Regions from separate parts of the Oryctolagus cuniculus genome. Here region 2 is linked to region 1. The links are chromatin contacts, called in public Micro-C maps. All regions are on one chromosome and are shown on one strand. The core of a region is the stretch at or near the end of the contact, and the rest is flanking DNA. Distances in the headings are between cores, read along the strand shown.

Region 1 (6,595 bases), core at 1,160-3,659:
AAAGACAGGGGGTTCACAACAGGAAACTGAATAATCTTGACATCCAACAAAGTGCTTGACAGAGAGCACCAAATGTGTCAATGCTGCCACTGGATCCATTAAGATGAGAAATGTAAGCAGCTGACCACTAGACTGGCACAAAGAAAATTATCAGTGACCTTAAAAGTGCATTCCAGGAGAAGTAAAAAATTGGAGAGAATAAGTATAAAAAGGAGAGAAATGGAGTGGTTATTGGAGAAGATTTAAAGGAGCTTCCTTTTTGATGGAAGCTTTCCTCAATGCTGATTAGAAAGACGACCCAGTACAAGGGTAAAGGCACACCATCTACACCACCCACGCAGACACAATGAGACAAATGAAAAAGGAGGAAATACAGAAATGGGGCCAGCACCCCATGGGGCTCAGGTCTCAGTACCTGCTGCTCCACGTTCAGTCGAGCTCCCTGCTAACGCACCTGGGAGACAAGCAAGGATGACCCAAGTGTTTGGGCCCCCGATGGAGCTCCTGGCTTCAGCTCCTGCAGTTGGGGCCATTTGGGGAGCGCACCAGAGGATGGCAGACCTATCTCTGTAACTGCCTTTCCAGTAAATACATCTTTAAAATCAAAAAGAGAAAAGAAAGATACAGATTTAGGAGGGCGCTGACAAGAGAGAAGCTACAAGAAACCAAGGGGGAAAAAAACATCTCTAGAAATACAGTTTAACAAAGAGTCTGCAGGAAAGGCGGTGCATCGGATCACGCTCTTGCCCTGAAGAGCGGGTTGTAGTTTGGGGTTTGAAATATCCGTATCCGGTTAACGCTGCAACACACAAGGTCACAGGGCTCCAATCTTCCTTGGGAACTTGAGGATTAGAAAAAAAAAAAAAAAAAAAAAGTACCTACCTCGTGTGGACTTTCACATACAGCCAATCCCACAAGGCCAGTGGTCTGTTCAAAAACAAAACACGATTCATGCTGTTTACTGTGGTTTCCACGCGTCCACCACGCGACGGAGCTGCAAAACCGCGACTCCCAGGCTAAACCTGGTCTAAGCCCGCTGCCCGTCGGGCAAGCCTCTTCGCAAAGTTCCGCGTCTCCGCGCAGAGTCCCCAGCCTGATCACCCCGAGAACAGTGCGTGGACAAAACCCCAAACCTCAGCACTCAGCCCGCACCCCCGGGGCAACGGGCTGTCAGGCTGAAGCCAGGCTGACACCCTCAATTCCCAAAGTGACCTCCATTTGTCTCACCTTCTTCAGCAAACCAGCCATGGCTGAGCCGAGAAGCCGAGAACGCACAGCCTTCTGGGAAACTGGCTCAGACTTGCTCAATCGAGGAGCCGAGAACATGCAGCCTTATGGAAACCTCGCTCAGACCTGCTCAATCGACCGCGGAAGCCGCCTCTCCGACACCTTGGAAACTGGTTTCGCTTACTCCAGATCTCCGAAAGAGCAAAACGCTGTGCCCCACAAATCCCAAAAGAAGAAAATTGACGCACCCGCAATGAATACACTAGGGGCCACGCTCGGCTTGGGGACCGTTGGCGGGAGGGTCGTGTGTTAACCTGTGTTATGTCTCGGCCCTGTCCCTACTAAGGCTGTTGGCTTGCCCAAAGTTGAGGGAAACACTCCAGACTACCAAAAGTATCTCCGATGCAGTCGCTGTAGACACCTGCACTCTGCTTAGCCTTTGGCGACTTCAACCTCCCTTAGTTGATTTCAAATAAATAATTAAATCATTTTTTAAAGAAGGTGAGCAGTAGTGGAGCTGAATTCACATCGACCAAAGTGCTCCTTGTCTGTATCCTCAGTCTTAGGAACCGAAGCAGCATGCAGTGTGGGGCGCTGCCCGGTGATTATTTGCGGCTTCCCTGGCTGCAGTACATCTTCCATTGTCTCGTTTTCCCAGCGGACGCGATACCACACCAGCGATTGAGCGCCCCCTATCTGCACGTTTCCGGGATGGAATCTGTAAAGCGGGATCTCACACTCCGGGATCCACAGAATGAAGATCTGTATCAATGAACGGCTTAGTAAGTGTTCTAAAAGAAATGTGTGGTCGCGAGGAAAAGGCAATAACCAACCGAAGATGGTGGGTGACAAGTAAAACGAGGAATTTTTCTAAGTAGGAGAAAAGCGCAACAAATTCAAACAACACAGGAACATTGGGACAGATAGAATGTACACTATGACTGCAGGTGGTTTGATGTGAGTGGAAAGATGTGATAAGGTAAACTGCTTAAGGTCATGAATGGCCTACAGATTTTGTAATTTACTCTCTAAGAAATGAGAACAATTAGAATATTTTAAATATCTGAGTGATATCAAATTCATGTTTCAGGTACACAAATGACTGGTAACAGTTGAGGAGGAAGAGTTGGGAAAGAGGGCAAGATTAGGGACATGAAATTAGAAAAAGAAAACTAAATGAAAAGCAGAGCAAAAGAAATAATGATTAGAGCATAAATAAATGTTTTAATGGAGAAAAATCAGTAAAACCAGACATTGATTCTTGGAAAAGGTCGACAATACCTTTAGAAAAAAAACAAGACTCACTACTGTCAAGAATAAAGAGCCATCATTCATGACTTTATAGAAATGAACAAGAATAAGAAGCAATACTGCAAACAACTGTATGTTAACAAATTAGATATTATAGGTAAAATAAATTCCTAGAAAGACACAAACTATGTATACAATTCAAAAAGAAATAGAAAATCTGAATAGATCTACAATGAGTAAAGAGATTGTATTAGCAAGGAAAAAACTGGATAGTTTTTTGGTGGGTGCAAAAAAAAAGCCCAGGTCCAGATAGTTCACTGGATAATTCCACCAAAAAACAGTCAACAAATACTCTTTCAGGAGTTATTCCAAAATATAGAAAAGGAGGAAATATTTCCTTCTATATGGCAAGTATTATTCCGATACCAACCAAAGAGATCACAAGAGAACTTCAGAACAATATCCCATATGAATAGACACAAAAATCCTTAAAAAATATGGCGAACTAAGTTCCGCAATATATGAAAAAGAATTGTGCACCATGATCAAGTGGGATTTATTATAAGAATAAAGGTTGGTTTAACATCCAAAAATGAATTAATATAGTGTACCATTTAATAGAATAAAGGACAAAAACTTTATGATTATTTCAGTAGATGCAAAGCAGCATTTGACAAAACCAATGCCCTTTCATGATAAAAGCAACCAACCAATTAGAAACAGAAAAGTCTTCAACCTAATAAGAAGAATTTAAGAAAATCTCACAGTTAACATCACACTTAAGGTGGAAATGCTGAATTCCTTCCTCATAAGATCAGTAACAAGGCAAAGATGTCAACTCTAGCCATTTCTATTTAACATTGTATTGGAAGTTTTTGCTAGGGCAATCAGGCAGTTCTGAAAATGGAGGGAATATGGAGAGATTTAGAATAAATGGAAAGAAGTAAAACTATCTCCACTCATAATGAAGGACCTTGAATATAGAAATATTAAAAAAATACACACAAAAACTATTAAATAAACTCAGAAAGGGTGCATTAATATAGCCAAGACCAGCTCAGGCTACCATTACAAAGTACAATAGAAAGTGGTGTTTAAACTACAGAAATTTATTTCTCATAGTTCTAGATCCTGGGATGTCAAAGTTCAAGATAGATAGTTCAAAGATAAGATAGATCGGTTGCTGAGGCCTTTTCTCTTGGCTTGTAGGTGGTTAATAGCTCAGTATGTACATGACCAAGAATGACCAAAAACAAATTTGAAAAAAGAACAAAGCTGGAAGACTTTTACTTCCATATCTCAAACATTACTACCAAAATGTATTACTCAAGATAGTGTGGTATTAGCAAAAGACTGACATTCAGATCAATAGAACATTTAGAGTCCAAAAATAAATCTTAACTTTGATTTTCAAGAGGGAGCTGGAATAAGTCAATGGAAAAACATTTTTTCGGCAACTGGTGCTGGGAAAACTGGATAGCCATGTGCAAGAGATTGAAGCTGGACCACCCCATCCCACATCACCCACCATAAAAATAATTTAGAATGGAACACAGGTCTATGGCCAGAGCTAAAACAATAAAACTCTTAGAATAAAAGCCCTAAGAAAAACTACTGGAGGCCAGCGCCATGGCTCACTAGGCTAATCCTCCATCTTGTGGCGCCGGCACACCGGGTTCTAGTCCCGGTTGGGGCGCCGGATTCTGTCCCGGTTGCCCCTCTTCCAGGCCAGCTCTCTGCTGTGGCCAGGGAGTGCAGTGGAGGATGGCCCAAGTCCTTGGGCCCTGCACCCCATGGGAGACCAGGAGAAGTACCTGGCTCCTGGCTTCGGATCAGCGCAGTGAGCTGGCTGCAGTGCGCCGGCCGCGGGGGCCATTGGAGGGTGAACTAACGGCAAAGGAAGACCTTTCTCTCTGTCTTTCTCTCTTACTGTCCACTCTGCCTGTCAAAAAAAAAAAAAAACTACTGGAAATTTTATAATCCTGGGTTAGGTAGTGGCTTCTTAGCAATAATACTAAAAGCACAAGCAACAAAAGAAAGATAATTTGGACTTCAAATTTGGGCTAAAACCCCATCAAAAATGGGTTCCGACCCTGTGGTATGAACAGCAGATGCTTTTGAGAAAGCAAGTAAATATAACAGGAGTAATAATTCTCTGGGAGTGGGAAAAATGCAAGAAAAGGTGCCCAGAGAGGTCCTCTGGAGACAGGTCAGAATGCAGTCTTTAACCTTGGGCCTCAGTAGATGAGCCGCGAGGTAAAATGTGCAAGTTTCATCTGTGTATACAAATAAATGGCCCTTACTACAATCTCACAGAGCCCACCTACAGATCACTGAATGATGAGTGTCATATAGCCATAGGCACTTCTCTAAGGGTTTTAAACAGGGAGCACTGGGATTGAGATTGATATTTACATAGATGTCACATCATTGGCAATGCAAAGAATATGTCTGAGTGTGGCAAGTGTAGGGGCAGAAAGGCCAAGTGCAAGAGTCTAAAAAAAAATGAAAGAAAAACCATCAATAAAAAGATTGATGATTGTGACTGCATTAACACTTTAAACTTCTGAATAATCAAAGATGCAACTTAAATAATAAAACAACCCATAGGCTGGGAAGAGGCATTTGCAACCACATATAATAACCCAAAGATAAATGGTGCTTAGAATATGTAAGGAATTTCTGTAAATCAGTTTTAAAAATGAATACCCTAAAGTTCTCCTTGCTATCTTTCTTGCCTCCTTCTCCAGGATACATTAAGAGACTTAATATGGGCAAAATGGCTGGCTCAGTACCCAAAACATAACACCACACATTTAATTGCTATCAACTTAACTGTTTCACTATGATTATTCTCAACCCAGGAGCTATAACAAACCTTTTCCACAGCACTTTGCTCAAAATCCTCATTGGATTTTTTTCACTCAAGTGTAAAAGCCAAAGTCTTTACACCTGCCTACAAAGTCCCCACCCCTCGCTTAGACACAGACACCTCAGCCAGTAGAATATATATAATGTACATACACACACACCTGCACATGCTCACATATGTGCAAGGGGACTGCCAAAAGTTTGTGGGGAAATGGAATGAAAAGATTAGTTGGAGCAAGAGTTGTGACATAGAGGATTGAGGATTAAGCCACTGCTTGAGTTGCCTGCATCCCAGGCCCAAGTGCTTAGGATAGAGTCTCACCTCCATTTCCCATTCAGCTTTCTGCTAATGTGCACCCTGTGAGACGGCAAGTAAAAGCTCAAGTACCTGTATCCCTGGTACCTATATGGAAAATCCAGATGGAATTGCTGGCACCTGGCTTTGGCCTGGCCCTGGATCGGCTATTGAGGACATTTTGGGGGTAATCCAGTAGATGGAAGCTCTCTCTCTCTCTCTCTCTCTCTCATTCATTCATTCTGCCTTTCAAGTGAATAAATATAAACTTTTAAAAAGATAAGCTGATTTTGGTTTAGAAAATTTTGAAATCCATGCGTAGTTTTTTCATAGTATATATTTTGTCTGAGCTGTTTGAAGATTCCTCATATGCAGAGATTTCAAAATTTTTTGTACCTATATAAACTGATCTTATTTCATAAAATATACAAACTTTTTAAAGTCCTTTCACATAAATCTCCAAATTGCACAGGCTAAAATATAATCAAATAACTGGCAAAGCATTATTTATGTGTGCATCTGTGGTCTCTGAGAATGTTTCTAAAGAAATTAGTGTTAGAATCCATAGACTGAAGCAAAGACTACAGCCACAAATGTAGCTGTATATCATCTAATTTGTTGAAAATCAAAAAGGCCAAGAAACTCATTCTTCTTTGAGCTGGGATACACATTCCCTTTGACCCTCAGGCATCAGTGCTCCAAGTCTCCAGGCCTTCAGACTCCAAAAAGGACCTAACTGGCTCCCACTGGACTTAAACTGAATTGCACTACCAGATTTCCTGGTTTTCCAGCCTAACGAGGCTGATCATCATGGGGTTGTTCAGCCTCCATATTGTGTGAGCCAGTTCCTATGATAAATGTATCTCTCTCTCTTTCTCTCTGTCTACCGCTACATACATACATACACACACACACACACACACACACACAGGGGTTTCTGAAAGTTCATGG
Region 2 (6,844 bases), core at 378-2,877, 190 kb after region 1:
GGAGCCTCTAATAAAGTTAACACTTAATCTGGTAACTTTCCAGAAACTGTTTAACCCTAACTTTTTAAACAAACAGGTGCAATCTGGTTTGGCATCTCTTAACATGCCTAAAGAGGGTGACAGAGTGACACTACCCTGTTGAAATTTCCGTGGGTGTTTCCTGGGTTCCAGCGCAAACTCTGCAGGTGCCAGCAAGCAGGGAGAAAGGGTCCCAGCCAGCACTGACTGCAGCTCAAGCCAGGCACCGCAGAAAGATCCCGACACAAGGCCTATACCACGGAGCAGAACCTCCCCACCCCCAGAAGTGCCAGCAGCCAATGTAATGAATGCTTCCGTCAACAACACACATTCTCCTTCCCACAGCACCCTGCCCCTTCCTTGCTCCCAACCGGCCATCTGGGGTTGGAACCGGCCGCACAGCACCAGCCTAAGAACCACTCTCGGCCCCAAAGGCCAAGAACTACTAGAGATCGAGGTTTCCGTGCGCAAGGCTGCGGGGAGAACAGCACCCGCTCCTACAAATGCAAAAATAAAAAAATCAGTGGGGAGGAGATTAGAAACCAGGCCTAGGCGAGGCTGCTGTGGAAATAAACCCTGCTTCTGTGCACTGGGGAGCAGCAGCGCTTCCTGCCCCTGTTCTGATCCTGGAGTTCCCAGGAACCTGCACTCCATCCACTCCCTGCTGCAATCTGCAAGGGGCTCCACTCCCCGAGACCTACCCACTCCCCAAACCTCTGGCATTGTTAGGAAAGGGACGCCCGGGTTCCACACAGGAGGTGACGCGAGGGCAGAACAGGGGTGGTCCCCTTTCTGAGCGTCAGGGGCTCGGGCGCTCTGAGAGTAAAGTTGGAACCGGCAGCCAGGGCGCGGGCCGCGGAAGGGCCGCGGAGGTGACACTCCCTTGTTCTCGGGCAGCTCCGGAGACGGCGTCCGGCTGCCCCGGCCCGCACCCAGGGAGCAGGGCGAGGGCGCCGGCCGCGGGAGGCCTGGCTCGCGGCGGGACTCTTTCCCCGCGCCACTCGCGCCTCCTTCCCGGTCCCCAAGCCCAGGCCCCCGGCGGGCAACGTCGAAGGTAGCGACGCAGTTCTCGACCACTGACCACACATTTCTTGCCGAGGAACGTGAACAGGGACTCGTTCTCCTGCGGGGTGAGCAGCAGGGACCCCACGTTGGTGACCCTCCGCGGCGGCGGCGGCTGCTGCTGCTGCTGCCCGGAGCTCATGGTTGCGCCGGCGGGGATGAGAGTCCAGGGCCGTGTCCTCCGGTGAGTGGGCCACGCTCGTCCCCCCTTCTCAGTGACAGGGGCGAGAAGCAGCGGAGTCACCAGCGCAGCATCTCGAGGCTCCTCCGGCGCGGGGAGGAGGAGGAGGAGCTGACGGCGGGCCGCGCGGAGGAAAGGACGCTCCCAGCTCCAGCCCGGCTAGGCTTAGGCCCGATGGTCGTTGTCCTCGCACTCCGGCGACTGCGCTAAACTCCCAACTCCTCCTACAAGCCTCCTGCGGCGCCGGCGGCGGCCGCACAATCCAACATGGCAGCAGGGGCGGGCGAGACCACAGTACGCAGGGCGCGGGGGAGCGCGCCGGAAACGCGGGAGGAACCCCCCCACTCCGGGGCAGGCCTCGCCGCGCCGGCCGAAGCCCCGCCCCTTTCCGGCCGCGCGGGGGCTGGTGGGGCTCGGCTCCCGGACCTGGCTCCGGCCTGTGGCCTTTGGGTACCAGGGACTGAGGAGAGGATGAGGATCCGCTACCGCGGTGGTCCGCCGCCCTCTCTTCTGAGGGTGCGCACCTTGCGAAGCGTCCTTTCTCAGTGGCGGAAGTGGGACGCGCACGCCGCCTGTCAGAAAGGTCTGGAATCTGGAGGGGACAGTTGGGCGCGCGTGCCGCCGGCTTGGGGCTGAGCCGCAGGTGCACACTCCCGACCCGACTTCCCCAGAGGGAGCGGAGACGCAGGCCTCTCTCCCTGCGTTCCTGAAACGCATCTTGATGCGGGCAAGTCTCCAAACGCGCTTAGAAAACGCTTCCGCCGCCCCCCTGGCTCGCTTGTCACGTGCGATAAATGCTCTAGGATGTGTACCATTTAAATTCGAGTTCTGTCTTTCAAGGACCCTGAACTTACAACCACTCCGTGAATTGGGAGATAATCCCCCCATCTTTTTCTCTTTCTTTGGAACCCCAAAGTTCTTGTATTGTATCTACCCAGAGTTCTTGTATTGTTTCTCATTTTGAGAAGTCACGGCCGGAAAACGCCTTACCTGGTTAAATTCTTAGAGGTAAACCTCGAGCTGATGTGTGTGCAGAAATGTTGTAAGTTGTCTGGGATAACCCCCTTTATTCAGTAAGCTTATATGCTCCACAACTGTTGTGAGAGGAAATTTTGAAATATGGAAATGGTAAAACTGGTCCACGGGGAACAATGAATCGTGCGTCTGACCTCCACGTTAAACGTATCCGCATTTGTGCACACACTTTAATGTGTTTGCTAATTCTCAGTTTCAATAAAAAAAAAAAAAAGTGGTATGTGAAGACATCTTCCTAAGACAAACTTTGATAAAGCTATTTGATTTTAGTGGCTCTGGTAACTTCCCATAGAAATCCCCAATGTATTAAGTAGATGAATAAACCATTATCAGTGCACTTGGGAAATATTAGGAAAATTTATGGTTAAAGATGGTCTAGTAAAATTGAGCAGTTATAAATCTGCAAAAGGAAATGAGGGCGTTACACCTTGGAGATTTTCATATAATATGTGGATATTTCAAACTTGACCTTGATTAATAATGTTATAGAAAAATGGAGGGGTAACTGTTCATAAAGTAGTTTAAAAGGACAGTAGTGGAAATGTAGATCCGGAGTTACCTCTGAATCACAGAAGATAAACCTGGGTGCTATTTTGTCTTTGATCACAAATGCAGCTACAGGTGGAAAGCAGAGTAACAGCAGCAAGCTGTTAAAGTTACTGGGAAGTGATAGACACCAAAACCCTTATGTTTTTGAACCTGTAAATAAGTTTAATACTAAAAGTACAGACTTCAGGTATACTTTAAGTGGCAGTTCCTGTTAAGCCTCTTAGAACTTTATGGAACTTTGGACAAGTTAACTTCTGTAAGTCTATTTCCTCATCCATAAAATGAAAACGATTTGTTTCGTAAAGGTGTAGTGTAAGTATTGAAATTGCACCTATTTCCAAGTTGCAAAATATGATAGCACATATAAGGAACTTACATGTAGTGAGTACTCAAGTATTAGTTGTCACTTACTGTCCTTGCCTATCGTCTATTCTATTCTCCTTTGGCTAAAGGCTCAAGTTGAATGAAAATATATTGTTTTACCTTTGTTCTGTCTAACCCTAAAAGCTATCCTTAGAATTTACAACTCTACAAAATCTCCAAATATATGATGGTAAATTTGGAGCATTTTCTCTTTGTTGGCAGGATAGTATACCCCAGTATGCCAATATAGCAAAACATTGAAAAACTATAAATCTAGGAATCCTGTTCACTTGTAATTAATAAAAACTGAAAGAATTTTTATGCTACAATATCAGCTTTTAAAATGTGTAGATCACAGTATTTTTAGTTTTGGTAGTCTTTCAACCTCTTATATTCCCAGACTGCAGTTTAAATTGCTTTATTTCTTCCAAAAATATTTGTCTTACCCAAATGCAATTTTCTATTAACCCTTGTTCAATTTTATTTAGATTTCTTAAGATTGAAAATTAAGATCATCATAGACTTTTTTCCTCAAGCCCAGTTTCTTTAATTTTTCCTTAGCCCTTTTTCCTCAGGCCCAGTTTCTTTAATTTTTCCTTAGCCCAAAGTTCATAAAACTGCACTTTAAGCTTTTATTTTCTTCAATGTTATATTTTGCTTTTCATTGGGCTTTTTCCAACTCCTTGATATTCTGCAAATATGGAAAGTGTAAGCATGAAGGTTTCATTGGAAATAGGACTTCCTTACTCGTTTGAGCATGTGAACAGGCAACACTTAGGGTTTCCCCCTTATCATGCATAAAGGATTCTATTTTTCCACGTTTACCCTGAGATCAAGAAGTGCCGGCTATATTTATTTCAAAAGTTCTAGCAAGTCCTTTCTGCCTTTCATTCTTGATAGCATATCCTCTGTTTGGCAGAACACAAGACATCTTTCAACTTTGTTTTCTTTGGCAAATTATATTCTTATCTCAAATTCTTTTTACCCAGTTTCAGGGGTTGGATTTAATCCAGGAAATAAGCATTTGATTTCACTTCATCTGGAAGTAGCTTGAAGTTTGTAAGCCAGGTTAAGAAGACTGTGAGGACTTTATCTTCATATACATATAAAACATATATGCTATATTAAAATATGTACATGACATATACATAAGGCAATTCTTGCATTTAATTTCTTCCACATAACTCCTTGCCTCAACTAGAACCTGTTCTAAAACTTTATTTCTTTGCTGTGATCCGTTAAGATAGAAGCCTCATTTTCACAGAAAACATCAGCAGTAGTGTTTATGGGAGTAAGGGCATATTTTCAGAGGCATTCCCTGCTGCTATCATTATACTTTGCAATTTTCTCTTGTCCTGATCCTTAGTTATCCATTTTTCTTCTTTACAAGTATCACTGTTTTATGTGTTGCTACAAGTCTTCTGCAACACACTATTCCCTGGCTAATGTTAATCATTTAAAGTGTCATGACACCCTTCACTGGGGCGGCGTTGGGGTAGTGTGGAGATAGCAGTGCGTGGCAATCCGTGGTACTCACCAACCTTTTCAGTCACAGTTGTGGGCACTGATGTACTGCTTGAGTGCAGCAGAACTGAGTGAACAGAGACAGAGCAACAGAAAATCTAGATTCTGTAGAGGTGAGGAATGTCATTTCTTTCATGCAATCTCCAAGCATCGGGAGTTGAAAATGTTCGTGTTGTAAAATATCTCTGCACATTTAATGTAAATGTTGCATACTGCAGTGCTGAAAAGAATTTTCCTAGTGGATGTTCTGCCAAGTTGCATGTTGACTATTTTTCATGAACTAAAATCTTGAAAAGTAAGCTAGCAAAATTTTTTTTGCTCTCCCTTTAAAGATTATTTTAAGCATAAGGCTCTTTGGAGCTTACATTTTAAGGAATTATTAGCTTATTTACAACTCATTCTGATTTTTTATTACTGAAAAACTGAATTGTTATTCATGCTAGTGAATTATCAGTGAGTTCCTAACACTATATGACTAAGTCTCCAGATACTTAATACCTACTTTTATTCAAGAAATGATTTCAAAAATTCCGAATGTCAGATCCCAAGGCTCCCACTTACTGGTATTCCAGCCACAGCTCTTTAATATATATTTGATGGCTCTTAGTTTAATGTTCCAAATGAATACCTTTGACTTTATTATAATGTGTTCAAGGTTACTCTTCAGTGTAGGTGAGCAGATAGCTTGGATACTTGGAATAATTTGAAGATGTCACATGACCTTATTATTTCACTAATAGTATTGGGGTAAAGAATATGATCTATCATACGTTTTCTAAAGTCAATTTTTATTTTTATAAAGTGACAAATATACAGGATTCCAGTAGTTGATTGGTGCTACAAAACTTAAAATGTCCATACTCCTTCCTGCATTCCCATGTGCTGTCTTCAGAAACATCTACTTTGAGCTCTTGGATCTATTTCTTCTGGTTTTACCTGTAAACTTATACATAATATGCCATTTCTATTTATTTACTAATCAATTTAAAACACAGCTGTTAACTTCCTATTATAAATGGTGAAGATTTATCTTTTAAAAATTATTTATTTGAAAGGCAGAATTAAAGAGGAGAGAGAGAGAGAGATTTTCCATCCCATTGATTCATTCCCCAAATGGCTGCTATGACCATGGATGGCCAGGCCAAAGCCAAGAGCCAGGAGCTTCTTCTGGATCTCCCATATGGGTATAGGGACCTAAGTACTTGTACCAGCTTCCACTGCTCTCCCAAGAGCGTTAGCAGAGAGCTAGATTGGAAATGCAACAGCTGAGACTCGAACTGCCACCCATATGGATGCTGGTGTTGCAGGCCATCCCCAAGATGTATCTTAACTGCGACTGACTTCTCCTTTGAGAAGTACAGTTTTAACTTAAGAAGTGTTTAAAACATTAGCATTCAGAATGTTATTCTCTGATTAGTCAAGTATTGTACTTTGCTTACATTCTTCAAAGTTTGTGCCCCCCCCCGAATAATTCCATCAACTTTTCCTTTAATTTTTTTCATTTCTATATAATTTAACAGCTATAAATCCCTCCCCATCTCTCTATATTATTTAACAGGTATGAAATCCCTCCCCAATACATAATCAACCTATCAAACAGATGCATTTTTTTGTGTGTCTGAGACCTCTCTCCCAGAGCCCTCTATCAGCCCGTTGAATGGTGGCTACATTGCTGTTGTATGGAATCTTATTTAGTGATTATCCTGAGACTTCCCTTCTCCTGCTTTCTGTTATAAACCTTCTGTTTCTTGGATACGATGTCATTTATCTTTTAGATACATAGAATATCTACGATTTCTTTTGTATATGTTTGGCAATGACAGTTCTTTAATGATTTCCTAAGAATAATACACAGGAAATAAAATTTTTGAGAGCTTTCCTTATCTAACAATGTTAATTCTAATCTCACCCTTGGCTAATAGTTTAATAAGGTATAGAATTTCATATTGAGAGGCCGGCACCTTGGTGTAGTGGTCAAAGCTGCACCTGAGTTCCAAGCATCCCTTATGGCTCTTGTTTCATGTCCCAGTTGCTCCACTTCCAATCCAGCTTTCTGTTAATGCACCTGAGAAAGCAACAGAAAAAGGCCCAAGTGCTTGGGCCCCTCCAGCC

Evidence for each region. Hi-C and Micro-C count contacts between places; a contact is called where the count stands out from the background.
Region 2: a Micro-C map of ear pinna shows a contact between it and region 1, with 7 times the contacts expected there. The contact joins the promoter of WASL here to the promoter of NDUFA5 in region 1. A contact is called at or near these places in 2 of 6 Hi-C or Micro-C datasets (ear pinna and psoas muscle).

What each region holds. Positions count from the first base shown.
Region 1 is chr3:159,789,717-159,796,311 of mOryCun1.1, forward strand. NDUFA5 (NADH:ubiquinone oxidoreductase subunit A5) reads right to left here and starts at 2,410. Exons shown (of 5, transcript XM_002712094.5): 1 at 1,228-2,410; 2 at 883-927. The coding sequence starts at 1,326.
Region 2 is chr3:159,984,682-159,991,525 of mOryCun1.1, forward strand. WASL (WASP like actin nucleation promoting factor) reads right to left here and starts at 1,628. Exons shown (of 11, transcript XM_002712090.5): 1 at 1,100-1,628. The coding sequence starts at 1,222.